3 separate regions of the Zea mays genome follow, and regions 2 and 3 are each linked to region 1. A link is a contact called in public Hi-C data. All regions are on one chromosome and are shown on one strand. Each heading gives the region's core, a stretch centred on a gene start, on an enhancer-like site or on the middle of the called end of the contact. The rest is flanking DNA. Distances are from core to core; before and after follow the strand shown.

Region 1 (2,655 bases), core at 45-2,544:
TAAAAAATAAATGAGCAACAAACGTTTGCATATGTGTGTCCATGCATTGCATAGCATCCATAGGGAGATAACACAAACTGAACTACTCTTACTATAAATTAGAAATAATTTCAACGCCACCAAACAAAACTAACATTTTTTTATATCAACCAAACATGGTTATTATTACATGGGATCAACAACTAGCTCAGGAGGGATAGAATGGAGCAGAAAGTAGGTAGACGCGGGAGTCTGGCAAACATGGCAATGATGAGACTGATCCCGCATGTAACAAGAAAGAAAGAAACATCAGGTGCGAGGAGGATGTAGACATAGAAGGAGGGCCTTACAAGGTCAAGAACGTTAATTCTGGCACGAGAAACCAGAAAAACGGAGGTAAGAGCCAACCTCTAGGGAAGAGGGGTCAAGGATGTTTTGACGAAAAGAAAAGCTCAATTAGGATAACACCGGTTCATAGGCTAGGATGATACTGTGACCCCTGCAAGCTTGTGTGCGAAGCTTTGATGATAGTTTTGTTTGCGTAGAAGAGGAAGGTCGCCATTTTGAGCTGATGGCCGTGCGCTGAAACCACGTCGAATGTTTTTGCCATCTTGTTATCCTACAAATAATAAAGATCGATGTTAAATTCAAAGCAATTATTGTATGTGTGAGTGTGAACAGTATTTCTTTGCTCCGTCTCTCCACTCTTAATCGAATGATACTAATCAACAGGCTTGCGTACATTGATGCGGTAAAAGATCTAGGGTTTTCGCCGTCCACAGGGTCATCATCATTCGCCATGTTAGCCAACAAGCTTGGGATCAGAAATCTGCAGAAAGGCAAGAAAAGTACTAGTTCCCAAACAACGAGATAGATATATACACATGTCAGGAGTAAGGGATCATATTGAGGAGAAAGTAATAAGGACCAGGAGTGCCTACTCCCTAGGTACGTAGAAGCTAGCTAGCTAGCTTGAGAACTCACAGTAACACAATAGCTTTGAGAGCTATGTGGAGAGTAGTTAAATATGCATGAGAAAGATAGAGGTAGAAAGCACTACCATATGATAAAGAATTGGAAGAAACAAGTTTTGGTAAGGAACAAGCATGCATGGGAAATGAAGATCACCTGCTTTAGATCGAGATGATGACCGGTCGGATAGATATTTTAGGTATTCAGATCGATCTCAGCAGAGAGATCTTGCATTGCTTGGCAACAAGGTGCTAGCTAGCTAGCAGTTTTATGAGTGGCACAGAAGGAGAAAGCCTATCATCATCTAGTCTTCATCCCTCGAGTTGCTAGCTACTCCAGCTTGTTGCTCCTCATCAGTGACTTGGATGCACATTTATTTATACTAGAAACAAGGAGTAGTGGTGGGATATCTGAATGATGCTGCGCGCTGGTATGGAGTGCCACTTTGAACTTAGCAACTAACGGACAAGTGGGCAGTGGCTCTCCCAAGTCCCAAAGCCTTTTAGACTGACACTGTCACATGAGGTGGCCATCAAGAGAGAATCTCTGTCCTTTTCCCCCCTCTCCTTTTGTCTTGATTGAGTTCGTAATTCACGTTACTCCAGTAGGCAGTAACAAAAACACTTACAGGTGCTATTTGGTTACAGTTTGTGAACTGTAACGTAAATAACAACGGTAATGATTCAATTCAAGTGACAACACGAGTAAATTTGAATAGGCCGCTATCCGTTTATAGTGTGGTATCTAAGTACGTTGTATTTAAACAAAAATGGTTTAACGTTATCGATTATCCATCGCGTTACAATTATGTGAACCAAAAAGTACCTTAGATAGAGCATGTATGTCTGTGTGCATGCATGAGAGAAAGAGAGAGATTATTTAAGTAACTGTATATATATAAATATAAAAGATAGTAGCTGAAGACGGCATTTGATATGCGTGTAGTGTTTATATGAAGAGCGAGAGATGTTTAAGTTACATTGATTAAGATATGTGCAATGCTCTTAATTAAAATCAGTGATTAATGGAAGTGCACGGCGTCAGAAGTCGTCAGATCTACACGTTCTCTCTCACAAGATCGAGCTGGTATAGCATAATGCCCGTCGAACTGGGAGTGCTAGCTCCAAACTCTGAAGCCATATAATACGATGACATGCACACGTACGTAGACGTAGATAGAGTTGAAGCAAGCGCCATCGTCGTCGTCGTCTTCATGCGGATCCAACACGGACTGCCCATGCTGAAGAAGGTACTGATCATGGTCCATTTCTCTATCTCTCTCTCTATCTCTCTCTCTCTCTCTCTCTCTCTCTCTCTCTCTCTCTCTCTCTCTGGGATGGTGGGACCTGGGGTATGGGCGGAGAGCATGCATGTAGATGCAGCCTTCAACAAGACGACACCGTGTGGATTCAGGAGCGATGGTCAGTCAGACACGTCGCAGCCGTACCTGTCATACATGTTAAGCAACATTTTACATCTTCACATATATTCATGGCTAGCTACCCATAATTCTTGTGAAAACAAATAAACCAATAACACCCACAAGTGACAAGTATATATATGCTACGTTTTCGTGCCTCTCAGCATTGTAATCCCTCGAGCTCGATGTGATCAGCAAGCAGTTCAGAAACAAAACAGCAAGATTCAGGGAGCTGCATGCCTCGATTGCACTAGCTAGTCTCACTCTCCCCCAGTCACCCTGCG
Region 2 (2,655 bases), core at 53-2,552, 230 kb before region 1:
TGAGTAGAGGCACTCGCAGGGATAGCTGCTTTACAACAGAAAGAGAAGACAAGAACATTTAGTAGTATAAGATTGCAACGCCCAGTAATTAAACTAGTCGCAATTAAAAGGGCCGGGAAAGCAAGAGCCAAAAGGCTGTTTCAAAGATTTTTTCTTCTTCTTCTGATGATGATTATTAGTGATGCGTGTCTGGTGGCCGGCCAAGCTAGAGGCAGCTACTGTATCTACGTCTATATATTTATATACAGGCAGTATTTGATAGCTACTACTACCATTACTAAGGGGGTGTTTGGTTTTAGAGACTAATTTTTAGTCCCTCCAATTTATTCCACTTTAGTCACTAAATTGTCAAATATGGAAACTAAAATAGAGTTATAGTTTCCATATTTTGAAATCTATAGACTAAAGTGGAATAAAACGGAGGGACTAAAAATTAGTCCCTAGTAACCAAACACTACCTAAGCTACAATGGAATGCTTTTTTTTTAAAAAAAACAAAATTTCCTCTCTGCATTAGTACGTACTCGCATCTAATAATGGAACTGTTTTGTTTTTGTTGTCTTTAAGCTGGTGAGCTGCTGGCTATGGCGTGCAGGAAGAGAAGAGGAGTGGAAGGGGATCTCAGCAGAGTTGCCCATGCCCATGCCCCGGCCCCGGCCGACCATGACAGCCTGTGCCGGACCCCACCCAAATCATTTCCTTGCTCTTCAAATTAACATAATAAATGTGTCCCCACAGAGAAGTTTAATTAGGAATACATCCATGCATATCGTCTCATCGCATTGAGTTTGTGAGTCGTTTACCTTGTTCTACAAGATCGGAACGGAACATATGGTTTTGCGCTAGATTCAGTTCACACTAATTATTAAAAAGAGGCCATATATTTGTATAGGCCATATTTGTATCACTCCCCTACTACTCCACCATGCAGCTTGTTAGTTGTTACATGTGGTTAAAATAGACAATTTTTATTAAACCAGGTTAACAATAACTAATACTACGAGTTAGCAGCGCTTTATTATAATTAAAAGAGAGAGGGGGGAAAAGGAAGAAAAGAGGCACACCGGAACAAATGGAGAAGCGCTGGCGCCGCTGGAACGAAACTTTCAACGGTCAAACAGACAAGATAATAATCTATCAGTAAAAAAAACTCCATCTTTTTTCCCGCTCTAATTAATAAATAATGAACCAATCAATTAAAATAATGGATTTATTGCTGTCCGGCGATTTTCTTGTGCGTTATTAACGTGTCTTCCTTCTCTCTCCGGCGTCGCGTCGCGTCCCTCCTTCCTCCCTCTCCATTTCCGCCACCACCCCCCCTCTCTCTCTCTCTTCTTCTTCTTCAATCCTCCCTCCCCGCGCCGGAGTTGGAGGAGGGAGAGGGGACAAGCTTTCCGGCGCCGACGCCGACGCGGACCCGGCGCCGACACGATCCGGTAATCCTCTCCGTGCTCGCGCTGTGCGCCTCTCCGTGGATCCGGTCGGGCGTTTGATTCCGCAGCGGCGTCTTCCGTAGCCCTGGCGATCCGTGAGATCGAGGGGCGCTGGCGTGGTGGGCCGGGTAGGCGCGCGCTTTTTTTCGCCGTTTCGGGCGTCTCTGGTTCGCTCGATTCGGGACGAGCAGGCGCGAAAGGCGTCCTCTTCTGGGATTGATTTTGTTTGTGATTTTTTCCCGAACGGCGGTAGTTTTGGCTTCCAAGGTCCGTTCTTGCTCGTGTCGGTTTTCCACCCGCGTGAGATGGATTGGTGGGGAAAAGTGTCAGCTTTGGCGCGAATTTGGCGAGATGCATCGAGAACGGTCTTCCTCCTTTTTTTTCGTGATTTAGTTATGTGCTAGTACGTCTGCTAGATGTTAATCACTCTGCTAGGATAATCTTCTCCATTTATGATCAGAGCTGAATTGCTCTCGGACCAACAGAGTTTCCAATCGATCATGCTAGGGGCAGGAGACTTCCCGATTTGGAAGGGGTTGGCCTTTCCTTGTCAAGTCTCCCAAGCCTATCTAGCAATACAAACATGCCTGCAACTGCAAGTGAATGTGCCTTTTCAACAAACATTTCATTCAACCGCTGATTTCTAACATCCCGATCATGTGTTTTTTTTTTTCACCTCCCGTAATCTTGCTCTTTACAGGTGGATCAAGTGCATCACACCTTTAGGGAGGCCCCTTGGACAGCAGTTTGTGCTGCAAATTCTATATAGCTCTGTCGCAGCATGGCCTCGGTGGGCGTGGCACGCTCTTCTTTGGGATTTCAGAATGGCACAAGTTCTAGCAGTGACCCAGATCGTCTTCCCAACGAGTTGGGCAGTATGAGCATAAGGGACGACAAGGTAATCTCATCTCCCCCGAATGTTTCATCAATTATTGCTTTCTGGTGGGTGCTCAGTGCTCACTTTGTATTTGGTTTGGTTTTTGTTTGAAAAAAAATGCAGGACGTTGAAGATATTGTAGTCAATGGCAATGGGGCGGAGCCTGGTCATATCATAGTGACCAGCATTGATGGGAGAAATGGGCAGGCAAAGCAGGTATTTTAAACAAAAAAAACATATGTCCTGTTATTGTAGGGAACTGAAGGTCCCTTTCTTTCAATTTACTGATGTATATATATGTGCACCGCAGACCATTAGTTACATGGCTGAGCGGGTGGTAGGTCAT
Region 3 (2,655 bases), core at 44-2,543, 140 kb after region 1:
CCGTCGTGGTGACAAATCCTTTGACCATGAAATAGGAAGGCGCGAAATAAAAAAAATGAACCATACAGATCGAGAGCAATAAAAAATGAAGATTATCAAACGGTACTACCACGCGTTAATAAGAAAAAGAAAGGTAGCAGCAAGCAAACTAGACAGAAAGCAGAAATACCCAACAACAAAAGCCCATGCAATGCAGTAACCATACCTTCCAACCAGAAAAGGCACGTCGATTGTGAGAGCGCACCAATCAGCAGAAGCAGCCAGATCTTCAGCCTGTTGGACTTGGACAGCCATCGACCCATCGTCTTCGTGCAAGAACCCCCCCTCCTGCTTGCCTGCCGGTAATTAAAACCTGGGGTTTCAGAATTCTGTCGGCCATGTCTGGAAAAACCTTTGTTGTAGAAAAGATGGATGGGGTCACTTTCGATCTCGTTCAGAAAGCTCTCGTGTCATGCTGTCCGTGCTACTCTTTTTTTTTTGTTAAAAAAATGGATTTTTGTACGCTTCTGCGCTCTGATCTCGCCGCCTTCGGTTTCCCCTGAAACCGGGGCAGGCTATACATGCTTCTTCTTTTTATATATATATACATATATTTACTATTACTAGTTATTAGGCATTATTCTAGAAAGCGAATCATGTTGCTCTTGGTACTTGGTAATAGTTAAAATATTGTAAACCTTAAGAGCTATACATGGCCAGCAGGCACTGTATGATCCAAATTCCACGGCCCAAACAATCTACAAACAACGGCGGTAAACCTTGAGAGCTAGCAGAACAGAAACACGTTCGGCTGGAATACAGCAGTAGCTACTGAAGCTGTAATTTATAAAGATAAAATATTGTATAAGTGACAGCCGTAGTTGAAAAGCCGCAGCAAGGTGCAGCGAACGATATCCGATATCCTGTAGCAAGGGAAAGGGAGACGCAGGGCAGCAGTTATTCTCGGGCCAACTACCCTCACCCTCCTCCTCTTCCTCCCTCTGCCCGCGTGGTGAGGTGACGCGTCATGTAGCACCTCTCTCTCCGTGAGAAAGGCCGATTCTTCACGCGCTCAGCGCACACACAAATTAAGCTTAATCCTTGGAAGTCTCTCTCTCTCTCTCGCTAAACATGGGCTTAAGAAGTTCCAGTTCAGCAGCGGCGCTCGGTTGGTTAGCGTGGGGCCCGGGCCCCCGCCAACACTTCTCCTCCATCCGCACACAACCTCTCTTCGCCATGGCACCCTTGCCCTCGGCATACCGCATATATAGGGAAGGAAGAGGCCTCTCTTCTCCCTCCCATCGCCAGGGCGTCGGAGCGAGCTCATTCTCAACTCGACTCAAGAGCTCTGCCTCCTCCATCTTCCCTTCTCTGTAATCTCTCTCTCTCTCTCTATCTCTCTCTCTCCCTCTCTCTGTACGAATAGCTGTAGCTCAAATTGATCCTCTTGCTTGGGGCTTTATATGCTACAACCAATGGAGCAACTGAAGTGAACCAAAGACGAGCTAACCTTTCCAGTTCTGGACGTTCAGGGCCTCCGGAGCCACGCTGATCAGAGATGGAGGCGAATCCGAAGAACACCTTCACGATCAAAGTGGAGGACGGGAAGCCCGGGAAGGACGGCCGGCTGGCGGTCGGACCGGTGTTCCGGAGCGTTCTGGCCAAGGATGGGTTCCCGCAGCTTGAGCCTGACATGAAGACATCATGGGACGTGTTCAGGTAACAGTAAGACACGCACGGCGGCTGGCTGAAACAACAGCCAAGAACTCGCTCGCACGTCTAGCTACTCTCTCTGTTTTTCTTTATTGCTCTTTGGATTTTTCAGTTACAGAATCTGTAAAATATCAGACACACGTAGATTATCTATACAGTGCTCAGAAAAATCTTGGTGATGGTTGGTGTGTTTATAATTTTATATTATATGCACTTGTGCAGGGTAGCAGCAGTCAAGTATGCCGACAACCGGATGCTCGGATGGCGTCCGTTCAAAGATGGAGTGGTATGCAAACTTGGGTTAAACGACAGCACCATGAGTAGTGTTCTACATCAGTTCAGGTCTTCCTTAGCTTTACAATTTCCATCTGTATGGCTGGTAAAAACCGCTACGTTTCCGCCTTCTAGCCAGGGCCCTACTTGTGGAAATCATACAAGGAGATCTACGACGAGGTGCTGCAAGCAGGCTCTGCGTTGCAGAAGCTGGGAGTGCAGCCAGTAAGAGCATAAACTGGTCTCGCGTCTTCGTATTTCGTAGAGGTCCTAGAACATTTCAGCGATGGATCAGACCGAACTGATGCTTCTTTGTTTGGCTCTCGTACTGTACTGTACCAGGGTTCCCGGGTGGGGATCTACGGAGCGAACTGTCCTCAGTGGATAGTGGCAATGCAGGTAAACTGCCAGCCGTGACTTGTATGAATTTTAAGCTTTTAACTCTCCCCGTCAGATCTTTTTCTGGATAAACTGTGTTAATCCACAAATGATTTCTGCAGGCTTGCAATGGCTATAGTCTAGTCTGTGTCCCACTGTACGATACTTTAGGTAAGTGTGGGAGACCATTGAATCGTAGGCCCACCACCCACGTCATAGAATGATTCAGATCAAACAATAAAAAGATATTGGAACACATACGCTTTTATTTTTAATAAGGAATCAAATGTAAGGCATTAGAAATTCAGAGCC

The links. Hi-C and Micro-C count contacts between places; a contact is called where the count stands out from the background.
Region 2: a Hi-C map of leaf mesophyll shows a contact between it and region 1, with 2.4 times the contacts expected there. The contact joins the promoter of LOC103641344 here to the promoter of LOC100381935 in region 1. A contact is called at or near these places in 11 of 25 Hi-C or Micro-C datasets (bundle sheath, ear, endosperm and 5 more) and 2 of 3 datasets of contacts at active chromatin or transcription factors (leaf and seedling).
Region 3: a contact with region 1 is called in a Hi-C map of tassel, with 5 times the contacts expected there. The contact joins the promoter of LOC100279270 here to the promoter of LOC100381935 in region 1. A contact is called at or near these places in 7 of 25 Hi-C or Micro-C datasets (bundle sheath, ear, endosperm and 2 more).

What each region holds. Positions count from the first base shown.
Region 1 is chr10:87,036,642-87,039,296 of Zm-B73-REFERENCE-NAM-5.0, reverse strand. LOC100381935 reads right to left here and starts at 1,294. Exons shown (of 1, transcript NM_001174709.1): 1 at 70-1,294. The coding sequence starts at 780. The coding sequence ends at 436.
Region 2 is chr10:87,270,790-87,273,444 of Zm-B73-REFERENCE-NAM-5.0, reverse strand. LOC103641344 (shaggy-related protein kinase alpha-like) reads left to right here and starts at 1,302. Exons shown (of 13, transcript NM_001301432.1): 1 at 1,302-1,435; 2 at 2,133-2,330; 3 at 2,433-2,525; 4 at 2,620-2,655. The coding sequence starts at 2,214.
Region 3 is chr10:86,891,716-86,894,370 of Zm-B73-REFERENCE-NAM-5.0, reverse strand. LOC100279270 reads left to right here and starts at 1,293. Exons shown (of 20, transcript NM_001152291.1): 1 at 1,293-1,352; 2 at 1,512-1,698; 3 at 1,915-1,978; 4 at 2,101-2,190; 5 at 2,308-2,364; 6 at 2,466-2,514. The coding sequence starts at 1,538. LOC118473564 (a long non-coding RNA gene) reads right to left here and starts at 1,667. Exons shown (of 3, transcript XR_004853191.1): 1 at 1,490-1,667; 2 at 1-335.